3 separate regions of the Mus musculus genome follow, and all the other regions are linked to region 1. A link is a contact called in public HiChIP or PLAC-seq and promoter capture Hi-C data. All regions are on one chromosome and are shown on one strand. The core of a region is the stretch at or near the end of the contact, and the rest is flanking DNA. Distances in the headings are between cores, read along the strand shown. Region 1 holds the start of Camta2 (calmodulin binding transcription activator 2). Region 2 holds the start of Zmynd15 (zinc finger, MYND-type containing 15). Region 3 has its middle 7.8 kb from the start of Tm4sf5.

Region 1 (4,569 bases), core at 1,121-3,620:
AGATGCCTTCTGGGAGAATCTTAGCCAAAGGTCTAGGTGAGTAGGAAAAACCAGGAACTGGAGGTGGAAAGTCGAGGCTATGCAGTTTTTAACGATCATAAATCCTTACAGCAGCGAGCCCTCATTTGGAAGTCATTTCACACTACTTGGTGCAAATTGTAGCTCCAACAGGTCGTTAGGAGAGTTTATAAGAGAAATGATATTTATCAGAGTGTCCTTTCTGACTCCAGCTCCTGTTTTTGTTCTTCTCAGCTCCAATTGGATGGTAGAACAGTACATTCCACCAATTCTGGTAGGACAAACTGCTTCTCAGCCTTCTGTTAAAATTATACCCACTGCCTTCCTATCCTTATTACCATTTCTCTCTGGTATTTCCCAACCAGTATACTAACCAGGCCCTGTTTTTATTGTAAATCAAGTATCCTGTTTTCTAGATCATACCTAAGCTTCCAAAAAACCCCAGATTCTCCAGCCCAAGTTTCCCTGAAACTGACATCTATCTATATTTAGCAACTATTCTTCCTTCTTGACACAGAGGGCCACTGATTGCTCCCGGCCTAGCCTGCACCCTCTTGAGGGGCTCCCTCCTCCTGAGAAGCTTTGGAGAAGAAAGAGAAAGAAGCTGCATTTGGAAAGAATGCAGAAGGGACCTGGAAGCATTCCAGCCCGAGTTAGAGCAGTTACTTATCATCTGGAGGACCTGAGAAGGCGCCAGGGAATCATCAATGAGTAAGGAGGCGTGGCATGGGCCTCTGCAAGCCAAGCAGGGATTAGAGAGAGGCAGCATAGTTAAGAGCTTTAAGAGAATTCATTGGCACTTACAAAGGAACCATGTCCTTGGTGTAACTGAAATATAATTTCTTTATTTTTTTGCATTTAATTATGTATATACTTATATAGTGCATGCCACAACATGTGTGTGGAGGTCAGAGGACAATTTATGGGAACTGGCTCTCTCCTTCCATCATTTGGGTCCTGACTTAGGTCATCAGGCTTGGTGGCCAATACCTTTACCTGCTAAGTCACCTTGCTGACTCTCAAACATGATTTCTATAGTATGGAAAGAAGCAATTGAGGGATGGAAGTCATATAAGCTGGAAGGCGTGACATGGCCCATGATTACAAGAAAGCACATCGTTAATTGGGGGTCACTGTTTGGCCCCTGGATCAAAAATTCTTGTCTGTGAAGAACAAAAAGTTGGGGTGAATTGAAGGTCAGTGGTAGCACCTGTGATTCTCAGCAAGAAGTGCTTCAGGCCAGGGGTGAGGGATGAAGAGACTGGAAGACTGACCTCCAGGCACTAGTCTCCTCCATCTAATGTCTCCACAGACTGAAGAGGGCCCAGTGGGGCAGCTCTGATGCTACACCTGAACTTCCAGCACTTGAAGAGGGCTTTGAACTCCTAAGCACTACAAAATACTTTGACGTGGAAGAAGAGAGGGCAACCTATCCACAGAAAGAGACTTATTCTGTCACTCCCAGAGATCAGGTAAAACTGGAGAGGAACACAGTAAGGTTAGGGAGGAAGTCAATTCATAATCAAATGGGGATGTGGCAGAAGCCAAGAGCCAGGTAGGATAGCTGGTTTAAGGACGAAAAGTGGTCAAGAAACTGAGCTTTTGAGGGTATGTGCCTGAATTTGGCAATTAAGAAATCTGGAGAGAGTCCTGTTTTTCCATTCTTGCTTTTCTTATCCCCTTGCTCTCAATTGCTCTCACCTACAGCTGCTTTGGACTCCCTGGACTCCTGTAGGCCAGCAGGGGACTTATGCCTCTGGGCAGCTAAGCTCTTTGACCTACAGCACTGCTACAGCCAGAAAGAACCCCGTTTACGATCCCCAGGCGATGGAGTTGGAGTCTGAGGAGTAGTGGGAAATCATCCAGGCCCAAGCTACGGGACCCAAGATCAATTCAAACATCAGGACTCCCTAGTGCTGGCTTCAGAGCGGATGTTTTCTATCTCTGTTGTCTCCATCCCATAGCGTAGGCATTCACAGCCCACTTGAGTTCCTATCTAACTGCCCAGTACACTCGCAGCCGGGTTTTTCTCTAGGCCAGAACCTGGTCTTGTGTTCTCTCTGTTCTGTTATTAAAGAGCACCAAATAGTCTTGTTTCTGTGCGAGGTAGTGATGGAAGGGGAATGAAAAGGCGGACTCCGTTGATTTTTTTGAGGATTCAGGACAATGAAGTTAGGCTAGGTCCCTAAATTTGCCGAGTCTCGCCCGAGGCCAGAAGAATTCTGCATTCTCAAGCACTCTCCTTTGCCTCCAGGGCTCTGGCCCTGGACCTCTGCCCACGCCCCATCCTCCTGCGCCCACAAGTCACGTCAATCGGCCGAGCTTCCGCCTCCGGATCCCGGTTCTCCTCAGCGCTATTGCCTCTTTAGGGACGGTCCAGCAGCGCGTCTCGTAGACTGGCCCAGAGTCCCAAGTGTGCTGACCCCAGGTTCCCTTCCCGACCCCCGTTCCCTTAATTGGGAGGCCCCGCCCCGTGCGCACTGACGTCGAACGCCGCTGTCAGCCGGCGCTAGGGGGGGTCGGTTTGGGGTAGAATGGCCGCTGCCGCCGTCACCCGCGGGACCCCGGGAGGTAAGAGCCAGGGCCTCTAGCCCGCCTCTCCGCCCCCGCGCCAGGGGGCGCAGCTCCACGCGGCCCGGGTGTGGAGCGCGGCGCTGGGGACCACCGTCCCTCCACCCCGTTTGCCCCCACCTCACCGCTTCCGTCCTCTTTCCCCGCGCCAGGGGGCGCCGCTAGGCGCAGGGCCCCTTCACGGATCAGAGAGTGCGGGGAGAGTCCCCAGACCCCCTCCCCGGTCTCCCGCACTGCCCCTTGCTGCCAGGTGTTCATGAACTCTGCTCAGCTGCTTCTCCAGAACATCCGGGTTTGCGGGCGGGACCCCCTCCCACCTCCGGGGTTCTCCCAGGACCCCTGCCCCCTTTGGGGAGAGCATCCCACCCCCGGCGACAGTCTTAGACCACCGCTCTCAGGCCCGCAGTCTCATCCGGCTCCAGCTCTGCACCCTGGCAAACTGCCTAGCCAGAGCTGCGCACCTGCACCCTGGGGTGGACTTTTTATCCCAACCCTAGCCTCTCTGCACACCTCCGATCCGATCCTGAATGGGCTTCCACCCCCTCTCCATCCCCGGACACCTGGCAGAACCCGCGCAGAGAGCCTCCTCCAGCTCCCATCTGTTCCTCAAGAGGGCGGAGGCTCAGGCTGGAGCCAGAGCAGTAGAGGGGATATGGTAGGCTGGGAGCCAGAGAAGAAGCAGAGGTTGGGGAAATAGGAGTGTTAGGGTGAAGTAGAATTCTAGCTGCAAAGAGGAAGCCGGCATGTCCCACCCGGAAGCTTACTCCAACATGTCTATTCCAAATTCTCCCAGCCCCTGACCAACCTGAGAGAGAGCACATGAGGTCAGTTATCAGCTCTACCCTTCCTCTTAGAAAAAGTCAGAGAGAGAAGGAAATTGGGGTGTGTCTTCAAAGGCCCAGCTTGTTACCGGACTTGGACTTAGATCTGCTTTCCTTCAGCATCCAGGTTTTCTTGCCAAGCCATCCTCCTCCTAGGACCAGAGCCCCAGCTCTCACAACTTGCCTACCCTTCCCTCTAGCCTTGCTCTCCCTTCCTAAACGTACCCTGAGTTCTTTTTTCTGTTTGATTTTTCCGTGGAGAAATAGATCTACTAACTGACCTCACCTACTCTCTCTCAGGTCGGTCAGGGCCTGTGAGAATCTAGGTTAGACATGCAGGATCCAGCTTCCTGCCCTAGGGAATGCTCCAGCACTGTGAGCATCCCCCACTCATCCCTTTCTTCTGAGCACCCTGTTCTGTCTTGTCTCCCCACTCATGTTGGTTCCTGGTACTATGTTCTTTCATCTCTGTTCTCTGGTTCTGCTGTCACATTCTAGTTCCACATTTTCTTCATCTTTCCCAGATGTCAGCACTGAGTTCTAAACCCCTTTTATCACACCAAGCTCCTCATCTTGGGTTAATGTGGGGGCTTCTTCCATGACCTTATTCTCTCCTTTTCCAGCACAGACTCCCCCTCCCCCCGGCCCCTCAGGCCGGGGGTGACCTGGCCCCCTGGAACCTTCACCATGAATACCAAGGACACCACTGAGGTTGCTGGTAAGTTCACAAAATGGGTTCTCAGTTTGGACACAGCCTTTTTTTGCTACTCTCTGGCCCTCTGAGTCTTTGCTCCCCTTGTCTCTTGTCCTGGTTACAGTTTCCCCAGGGTTCTGGATTATATTTGGCTCTCTTCCTCTGTTTTGCCTCTAACAAGGCTCTTCCTCCGGTCCCCTCTAGAGAATAGCCACCACCTGAAGATCTTCCTCCCCAAGAAATTGCTGGAGTGTCTTCCTCGATGCCCACTGTTGCCTCCAGAGCGGCTCCGATGGAATACAAATGAGGTTTTCTAGGGAGCTTGGGGGATTGGGACCCAGCAAACCCTGGTGGAATGGAGGAGGTGGAGTGCTATGTCTGTGGACACTGGTTGCTGAGCACTAGTCTAGGCCTTTCGGAGATTATAGAATCACAAAGTCTTGGACCTTATGGGAGTCCATTTCT
Region 2 (4,569 bases), core at 1,426-3,925, 230 kb after region 1:
TAAGGGAATGAAGGTGGCATTGGGCTGAAAGGGCTCAGGGGTTCAGATCCCACACCCTCCTACCCTCCGATACTAGATATTTGTACCGATGGAGATGGGCGTCTCCTACGGTAAGCTGTCGGGGCTTGCGGGGGTCCCCAGAGCCCATAGGGCAGGCCATGCTATGACAGAGGAGAGCATAGGCCCGAGGAGCCAGATTCTCAGTGCCTGGGTTCTGGCCTACACTCCCCTGGGCTCCATCCATTAGCAGATCAATGCCCAAGATGGTGCCATGCTCGTCCGTCACCAGCAAAAGGCAGGAAAGGTGCAGGGGGGCAGCCTCTGCTGAAAGATGGAAGATTTGGGGGAGAGAGCAGGGGCCAGAGAGTCACAGTCAAATACAGCAAATTTAGGTGCCTAAAGAGGGCAGGTAAGTGACCTCAATGAGTAGAAGGGACAAGATAAAAGAGGCATTCCCTATGGAATGTGGGCAGCTGCTATGCAGGGCCAGAATGTAAGAAATATAGGAACCTTATCAAAACCTGACCTTTTCTTTAGACTTATTTTTATTTTACCTGTTTGGGTATTTTCTCCACCTGTACGCCTGTATGCCTCATGCATGTAGTGCCTGTAGAGGCCAGAAGAGGGTGTTGGATCCCCTTGGGAATGGAGTTACAGAAGGTGGTTAGCACCATGTGGGCGCCGGGAATTGAACCTGGATCCTCTGGAAGAGTTAGTGAGTGCTCTTAACCTGTGAGCCATCTCTCCAGCCCTAGCACCTGGATATTATCCTTAAGATGCAAGGCTTCTGGACTTTCATTCCTTACAAGTGCTTGGATGTTGATTCAAATTACAGAACAAAAACACACTGTGGTAGATGAAAACAACTTCTGGCATCAGATTTGCATGAAGGTTACCAGCTCATGCCTCCTCTTTGGGTCTTGAGTGACATGGTAGGACTCAGGGTGGGGCCGTCCTGGGCTCTTACCATTCTTCTGTCCTTTCCTCTTTTCAGGAGCCCTCTCATCCTCTGGTCGCTCCTCTCTGCTGCCTTCTTCTCGGCTTGCCTCCTGCTGGGTCACCTCTGACTCTGGAGCAGGCTTTGCTTCTTGGGGGAATCTCTTGCTTGGAGGGGCTGGCTCCCCACCCTCCTGTGGTTCCACCTTCTCCATGCCTGGCCTCTCTCCATGCTCCTCATCTTCCTCCTCCTCCTCCCCTTCTTCCCCATCCTCTAGGCTGACAAAACTGACATAAGGACTCAGGTCTCTCAGGTGAAGTGGAGGCTCATCTCCCAGGAGCCGGGAAGCCCCTAGGCCTGGCCCAGGACCTGGCTCGGCACCTTGCCCCAGGCTGATGCCCACACTGCGGTTTGGTAAGACATGGAGCACCCAAAGGGCAGGATCCTGAGGCAGCCTCCTTATCTGTGACTCCAGTTGACGCCATCGGCCCTCAAGGCTGGTCCCCATGGTCCCCCTCTCTGCCACAAACTTGCGGAACCAGCCAAAGAGAAGAGCAGCAAAATCGAGGAACTCGTCTCGGTATCCAGACACAAACTCCATGTCTTTAGATACTCAGGGCTTGGACCCAGACCGAGCAGAAAGGGATATGTGATAATCGTGAGGATCAGGGTAGTGGTGAGGCTTTGGGCTGGGTCGCAAAAGGGAGAAGGGTGTGGGTTTGAGGTAAGATTTACAGAGGAATATTTGGAGCCGAGACTAGGATTTGCAGGGATGAGAATGGAGGAAGGCTAGATTGGAAAGTGGATGTTTAGGGTTAAAGGGGGAGTACTCAGGAATGAAATTGTACCTGGGGCACAAAACTCAATGATTCAAATCCTAAAGTGAGATTTGAATTAAGGGAAGACACGAGGTAAGGCTAATCCTATGGAGATAGGCTTGCTTAGAAGAGGAAATTTGGGGGTCTGTTGGTCTGAGTAAGTACTGAGGCATCTCTTGGGTCTGGATCAGTTTGGTGCGAACCCCACCCCCTTTCCGGCCGCTCCTCTCCTCCGGTACCTACAGCCGCCACCACTTTTCGAAGGTAAATACCTCGTGCTGGAGGACCGTCGTGACGTCAGGCAGTATCAGGCCAGGGCGTGGGCATTCCTACAGGTCTGGTGACTTGTTTGACTGCTTCACCTTGGCCATGTGACTGGATCCTACTGAGACCCAGCGGTCCAGGGAAGTGAAAGCATCTTGGAGCCAGAGGAAGGATCTAGAGGGTCACCCACTTTACAAACCAGCAGACAGACAGATGACTTCTCAAGAGGGCTGAAATCCCCGAACCCAACCGAGTCATTCTTCGGGAACCACAGCTTGCTCACTCGGATTCCTCTGGTTCTACAGCCCAAATTTTCTTTCGGTTTTGTCGGATAGTCTTGGCTGACCCTACGGCTGGCCGGCCGGAGACTGGAGCTCCGCCTTCGGGGCAGGGGTGTGTGTGTCCCCCGACTGGGAGCTGGGCGCAAAGCGGGCTCCCCGGTACCGACCAGACGGTCGGTTCCGGACAGCGCGCGCCGGGGGACAGAAGGCGCCACCACCTCGCGCCCCCTCCCCTCCTGAGCTTGGCACGGATCAGCGCCTTCGCAAAACATCAGTCAGGGTGAAGAAGAGAAAGCTTTAGAGAATTGGCTGGATGTCGGCTAGGTGACCTCGTCCCAACAAGCTCCGCAGAAGCCGGAGATGAGGCGGGGCTTTGGACCCTTGTCTCTTGCGTTCTTCCTTTTCTTGTTGGCGCTGCTGACCCTGCCAGGTTAGTCGGGGGTGGGGGTGGGGGTGGGACGCGGGACTGGGGCCCCTGAAGGAAACTGCGGAGGGGCACTAAGTCCATCCGCGGGATTAAGAACGCAGCCCAGAGCTATCCAGGGCTGCAGCGGTGACTAGGGAAAGTCTGTCTGAGATTAGACTGGGACAAGGGCAGATTCCTCAGTCTGAGAACCCAGGCTGATTCCTTTTCCATTAGGCGATGGCAACCAGGGCAGTGTCGCTGGAAGTTGTTCTTGTGATCGTACCATTTCTTCTGGCACCCAGATACCGCAGGGTACTTTGGATCACATCCGAAAATACCTGAAAGCATTTCATCGTTGTCCATTCTTTATCAGGTACTGTCTCTTTTCCCCCCAGGGCAGGTGTGGGACCATCGATCTGAACACCCAGTCCAAGTCCCGGAGCCTAATTCCTTTCTAGTTTTACTTATCTGGGGATTTCCAGCTGTAGTGGGGCTCACCTTCTTGTGACTTCACACCTTTGGAATGAGGAAAGGTAGGGAAGGGAAGGAGTGGACTACATTGATCCTTTTGCAGGTTCCAGTTGCAGTCCAAAAGCGTGTGTGGGGGAAGCCAAGACCAGTGGGTCCGTGAACTAGTGGACTGCTTTGAGCGCAAAGGTGAGAGCCTTTTCTGTCCTCCAGTGGGCCATCAGGGTGCAGGCTGCCACCTTACAATGCCCTTTGCCTCTGCCACATAGCACTTTCTTCGTTAGAACCTTTTAACTTTCACTGAAGTTCTGTCACTTCAGTCTGTGTTTTCCCAATATCATTTACTGTCATCTTCCTGGATTTGGCCAATTTGTTCTACCACAAATGCTATGACTTAATATTTTCTTTCTTTTTTTTTTTTTTAAAAGATTTGTTGATTTATTTATTATATGTAAGTACACTGTAGCTGTCCTCAGACACTCCAGAAGAGGGCACCAGATCTCATTACGGATGGTTGTGAGCCACCATGTGGTTGCCGGGAATTGAACTCAGGACCTTCGGAAGAGCAGTCAGTGCTCTTAACCGCTGAGCCATCTCTCCAGCCCCCGACTTAATATTTTCTTGAAGTCACTATTTTAATATAAACTATACTCAAGATTGGTCAAGCTAAGTGTGTACACTGCCCCTGAGTGAGCTCCCCGGGTTTTTTTTGACATTTTTAGACAGGGTCTGGTTAAGTTGACTGGGATGGTCTTGAACTTGCTATCTTCTTGTCTCAACCTCTCTAGTAGCTGGGATTATAGGACTCTGCAACAGGCTTGACTTTCACTGCTGTGTTGTCACTGAAATCACTTGAAGGTACTATTTTCATTTTCTAATACTTCATGATGAAAATAAACATGTTTAAGTTGAAAGAATTCAACCACACACCTTTAACCCTAACATTCTGGGAGGCAGAAGCAGGTGGATCTTGGTGAATCTGAGGCCAGCCTGGTCTACAACATGAGTTTCAGGATAGCCAGGTCTATGTACGAAGACCCTACCTCAAAAACAAAACAAAAAGTTGAAAAAAATTCTACAATGGGCAGCTTCTATGCACATCATCTAGATTTTGTAATACTTGATTTACAGTTTTTGTTTTGTTGTTGTTTTGGGGTTTTGTGGGGGGATCCTCCCCAGCCCTAGGCAGGGTTTCTTTGTTTAAGTCTTGGCTGTCCTGGAACTCACTTTGGAGACCAGGGTGGTCTCAAACTCACAAAGATCTGAATGCCGCTGGCTCCCGAGTGCTGGGGATTAACGGTGTACATTCCCTCCTGTTGGCTCTTGAGTTCAATATTTATTGATCTTTTTTCTTTCAAGGTAAACAAACAAATACTTAATGAAATGAATAAATCC
Region 3 (4,569 bases), core at 650-3,149, 190 kb after region 1:
GCAAGTGCCCAGGCACTGAGTCACATTGCTCGTCTTATTTCAAGCAACTCTCTGTGGATGACATAACATTAATACAGCATTAACAAAACATTGTCGAGATTTGAAAACATTTCCCCAAACACAGGAGAGATCGCAATATCCCAAAGTGAATGCTGGAAACAACGATTACTGTAGGATTCGGGAATACTTTCAGGAAGGACTTTTGGTGAAGGTACTAGAATTCCAGAGGTAAGAGCTAGAAAGAACAGGCTGAGGTGAAAGGGCTCTGGCCTGCAGCTGGAGAAAGATGGACCTTGTGAAAAAATAGTATGCATAAAGTGACACGGCATCAAGAGATGGAGAGATGGATCAGAGGTTAAGAGCACTGGCTGTTCTTCCAGAGGTCCTGAGTTCAATTCCCAGCAACCACATGGCAGCTTACAGTTGTCTGTAACTCCTGTTCCAGGGGATCTTAATACAAAATAACCATGTACATTAAAAGTAATTTAATAAATCATTTAAAAAACCATAAGCTCAGACAGAAGGATCAAAGAACAGACTTGAGACAAAGGGGAACAAGGGGGGAGAGGCAAATTTGAGAAAACTCTCAGGTTTAGATACAACAAAGACACAACAAAACAAAGAAGTGTCTCAGCTCCCAGAAAGGTTGAAGAGCTGTAGTTTGTGAGCCTGGATACAGTGCTTGCCTGGCACACTGGAGGCCTGGGCTTATTCTATAGCCGGGTTCTCACCCTTCTAGTGCTGCAACCCTTCAATACAGTTCCCCATGTTATGGTGACTCCCCCCACCCCCACACCCCCCTGTCACTAACCATAACATTATTCTATTGCTGATTCCTAATGGTAATTTTGCTACTCTTACTAATGGTAATGTAAATATCTGTGTTTTCCCATGGTCTTAGGCATCCCACGTGAAAGGGTAGTTTGACCCCCCAGGTTGAGAATGGCTGTTCTACAGTATCACAAAGGCCGAGGACAAACAAGCCAATCCAGGATGTCATCTTCCTGAGGAGAGAACGTGGTGGCGCTCAAGCCTACTTGGGTTGTTAGCAGGTTGAAAGGTTTACAGGATCACAGGAAAGACTCATCTGAAGAAATATTTCAGCTAAAAGCCGCGTGTGACCAAGCGTGGTGGCCCAGGCAAGTTTAGCACTTAAAAACCAGAGACAGCTCATGGGATGACCTAGGCTCTCTGGATATACGTTAGAGCTGTGTAGTTTGGTCTTGTGGGACTCCTAACAGCAGGAACAGGGGCTGTCTCTGACTCCGTTGCCTGCCTTTGGGATCCTTTCCTCCTACTGGGCTGCCTTGTGTAGCATTAATAGGAGAGGAGATGCCTGCAACTTGACATTCCGAGCGCTGGTGCATTTCCATGGTTTTACTAAAGCAAAACAGAGAAGGAGTGTATGGGTGTGTGGAGGGGAGGTGCAGGGAAGGGACTGGGAGGAGAGAAGGGAGGGAAAACTGCAGTTGGGATGTAAAAATAAATAAATTAATATATTTTAAAGGCAGATTAGATGCAAGTTTCATGGCCAGCATGGTCTGCATAGCAAATTCTAGGTCAGTCTGGGTAACACAGAGACATTGTCTCAAAAACAAAACAAAAAAACCCAAACAAACCCCAAAACAAAAACAGAACAAGTAAAGGAAGTTGGACCTATGCAAAATTAAAAAGGACACTAGAGGCCTGGGAGTGTGTCTTAGTGACAGAAAGCTTGTCTACCAGGCATAAGGTCCTAGATATGAAATGACTTGGGACAAAGGGACGGGGTGAAAGCTACAACAGCAAAGAGTCATGACTCAGTTATTGTGTGCGCGCTCAAGCTTACCACTGTCTGGAGTCCTGTGACCACGAGAAAGACCGGAACTCGTTTCCGAGAATGCTTAGGTTTGGGAACACCACGGAGTCTCCTCCATTTGTGGGAAACGATCTTAACTCAGCAAGCGATGAAATGAAGTCAACCCTCCAAATAGGGAAGTTTAGTCATAAGCCTAAATCATTTTTGTAAACAAGGTTTCTCACTCAAAAATTACTTGGAAGAGAAAATATAAAGCTTAAGTACTAAAATGTTGTTGTATTTTAAAGATGTATTTATTTATTTTATGTATGTGAGTACACTGTAGCTGTACAGATGGTTGTGAGCCTTCATGTGGTTGTTGGGAATTGAATTTTTAAGACCTCTGTCCTGCTCACTCTGGTCATCTCTGCTCACTCCGGCCCAAAGATTTATTTATTATTATATGTAAGTACATGGTAGCTGGCTTCAGATGCACCAAAAGAGGGCGTCAGATCTCATTACGGGTGGTTGTGAGCCACCATGTGGTTGCTGGGATTTGAACTCAGGACCTTTGGAAGAGCAGTCAGTGCTCTTACCCGCTGAACCATTTCGCCAGTCCCTAAAATGTTGTTAATGGAAGCAAGATAGGAATAATTTATTAATCATTTATTATCTGCTACATACTGAGTCCTTTAAATAATAATAATAATAATAATAATAATAATAATAGCAACAATAACAATAAAGCTGAAATCTTAGCCAGAGGCGATTATAACTACTGAGGCATCTCTTCAGACCTAAAAGAAATTTCTTATGCCCAGTTTGGGGCCTTTAACCATAATCCCAGCACTTTGAAGGCAGAAGCAAAAAGATTGTTAAGAGTTTGAGACTATATAATTAGTTATAGGTTATTCATTGAAAGGCTCTCTTTTAAAAACTAATTTTTGTGTGGTTCATCAGTAAATATTTATCTATATACCTATACAGTGGCAGTGCACACCTCTAACCCCAGCACTCGGGAGGCAGAGGCAGTCAGATCTCTGAGTTTGAGGACCGCCTGGTCTAGAGAGATAGTTTCAAGACAGCCAGGGCGGTTACACAGAGAAACCCTGTCTCAAAACCAAAGTGATACATAAGTAAAGTGTAGTGAGCATAGATTAATTAGGAGGAGGAGTAATTAAGGAGTCCCAAGAGTAAGAGGGTCTCCAAGACAGGGACACTGGGCCGAGAGATGGTTCAGTGAGCCACACACCCTGAGAAATTCTTTTTTTTTTTTAAAGATTTTATTTATTTTATGTACATGAATACATTGTTGCTGTCTTCAGACACCAGAAGAGGGCATCTGTTTCCATTACAGGTGGTTGTGAGCCACCATGTGGTTGCTGGGAATTGAACTCAGGACCTCTGGAAGAGCAGTCAGTGCTTTAAATCGTTGAGCCACCTCCCCAGCCCGAGAAATTCTATCTTTAAACAACAATAACAACAGCAATAAATAAAATAAAAATAGGCAAAAGGCCACCTGGAACTCAGTCTATAGACCAGACTGGCCTTGAACTCATGGATACCTGCCTGTCACCTGCTGGGATTAGAGGCAGGAGCCACCATGCCTGGCTGGTGGTCATCAGTGTCTTAACAAAATCAAACACACTATTTCTAAATGAGTCAGCAACGGCATTTGGTATTTATAACCTAAATGTTTTGAAAACTATACAAAAACCCGGACATGTCCTGATAGAGCAGCTCCACTCGCATTGATGGAACTTTGAATCAACTGAATGGTTCTTCAGTGGGAATATTAGTTACAAATTGGGTCATTGCAACCAGATAACCCAACAGGAGCAACTTTACAGCAGAAAGTTCAGAATCTCAGGCCATCCTGGTGCAGAGGGCTGAGTGGAGCTGGGGAGGAGGGGCAAAGGACCATGCGGTGACATCCATTCCATGGCAGTGAACCATGAACAGAAGAGGCCAGAACCAGGTAGAGCTTACTTCTCCCAGCTAGACTCCCTGTGGCAGCTAATCTTTGTTGTCAACCTGAACACATCTGGGATCAACTAAAACCCAAATGCTGCGCACGCCTGTGAGAACTTTTTTAAAGTATATTATGTAAAGCAGGAATACATTCCCTAAAGCTGGACCACACCCTCTGATGACAAGCCGCAGAAGAGGACATGCAAGAAGGAAACTTGCTTTTTGCCTCCTTGCCCTCACTTTCCGTAGCAAGTTCGTCTATCCTGTCGCTGCAGCTGGTATTACACCAAATTCCTTTAGGACTCCAATGCACAGTGAAGACCAGCAGAGCTCCAAGAGTCCTCCAGGCCTTCAGCACCACACTGGGGCTGCCAAGACAGCTAGCTTCCCTTGTAGCCTGTGCAGCCACCAGATGCCTTTCTGTGGTAAGACAGCCATTGTTGGAACACCTGGTCACATTCTGTAAGCCAGCCTGACAAATCCCCTTTGTGTGTGTGTGTGTCTTTATAATTAATATACACACATATATAAATATATATTTATCCTATCAATTCTGTTCCCTTAGAAAATCCTGACTAGGAGGCTGGAGAGATGGTTCAGAGGTCAAGAGCCCTGGGTGTTCTTCCAGAGGTCCTAAGTTTAATTCCCAGCAACCACATGGTGGCTCACAACCATCTATAATATGAACTAATGCCCTCTTTTGGCATGCAGGTGTACAGAGCACTCATATATTGAATTAAAAAAATAAACAAACAAATAAATAAATCCAAGGGGCAGGGGAGAAACTAGTCAGAAAACCCTGACTGGTAATACACCCACAT

The links. HiChIP or PLAC-seq counts read pairs in DNA pulled down with a chosen protein or histone mark. Capture Hi-C pulls out chosen DNA fragments and counts their contacts.
Region 2: a promoter capture Hi-C map of liver shows a contact between it and region 1. The contact joins the promoter of Zmynd15 here to the promoter of Camta2 in region 1. A contact is called at or near these places in 10 of 39 promoter capture datasets (the C10 cell line, the HPC-7 cell line, cranial neural crest and 7 more), 4 of 484 Hi-C or Micro-C datasets (B cells, embryonic stem cells and muscle stem cells), 12 of 115 datasets of contacts at active chromatin or transcription factors (the SCID.adh cell line, SST interneurons, bone marrow-derived macrophages and 6 more) and 4 of 9 other capture datasets (adipose tissue, liver, macrophages and 1 more).
Region 3: an H3K4me3 HiChIP or PLAC-seq map of bone marrow-derived macrophages shows a contact between it and region 1, with 2.1 times the contacts expected there. The contact joins the enhancer-like site here to the promoter of Camta2 in region 1. A contact is called at or near these places in 8 of 39 promoter capture datasets (the C10 cell line, cranial neural crest, embryonic stem cells and 4 more), 3 of 115 datasets of contacts at active chromatin or transcription factors (bone marrow-derived macrophages, embryonic stem cells and microglia) and 3 of 9 other capture datasets (adipose tissue, liver and macrophages).

What each region holds. Positions count from the first base shown.
Region 1 is chr11:70,685,906-70,690,474 of GRCm38.p6, reverse strand. Camta2 (calmodulin binding transcription activator 2) reads left to right here and starts at 2,370. Exons shown (of 23, transcript NM_001190376.1): 1 at 2,370-2,589; 2 at 4,034-4,128; 3 at 4,309-4,412. The coding sequence starts at 4,098. It overlaps Inca1 (inhibitor of CDK, cyclin A1 interacting protein 1), which reads left to right. Exons shown (of 7, transcript NM_001252484.1): 3 at 1-36; 4 at 253-292; 5 at 536-729; 6 at 1,331-1,490; 7 at 1,726-2,114. The coding sequence ends at 1,869.
Region 2 is chr11:70,457,539-70,462,107 of GRCm38.p6, reverse strand. It overlaps Zmynd15 (zinc finger, MYND-type containing 15), which reads right to left and starts at 2,675. Exons shown (of 14, transcript NM_001029929.3): 1 at 2,028-2,675; 2 at 968-1,556; 3 at 87-324. The coding sequence starts at 1,538. Cxcl16 (chemokine (C-X-C motif) ligand 16) reads left to right here and starts at 2,124. Exons shown (of 5, transcript NM_023158.7): 1 at 2,124-2,730; 2 at 2,941-3,079; 3 at 3,281-3,363. The coding sequence starts at 2,661.
Region 3 is chr11:70,495,196-70,499,764 of GRCm38.p6, reverse strand. No RefSeq gene overlaps it. Among named protein-coding and RNA genes, the nearest start is that of Tm4sf5, 7.8 kb to the left of the region's middle. Within about 2 kb of position 1,899, at least 11 of the 459 cell types and tissues checked have an H3K27ac peak or open chromatin away from gene starts, as enhancers often do. A contact at or near this core is called in bone marrow-derived macrophages, where this site is marked.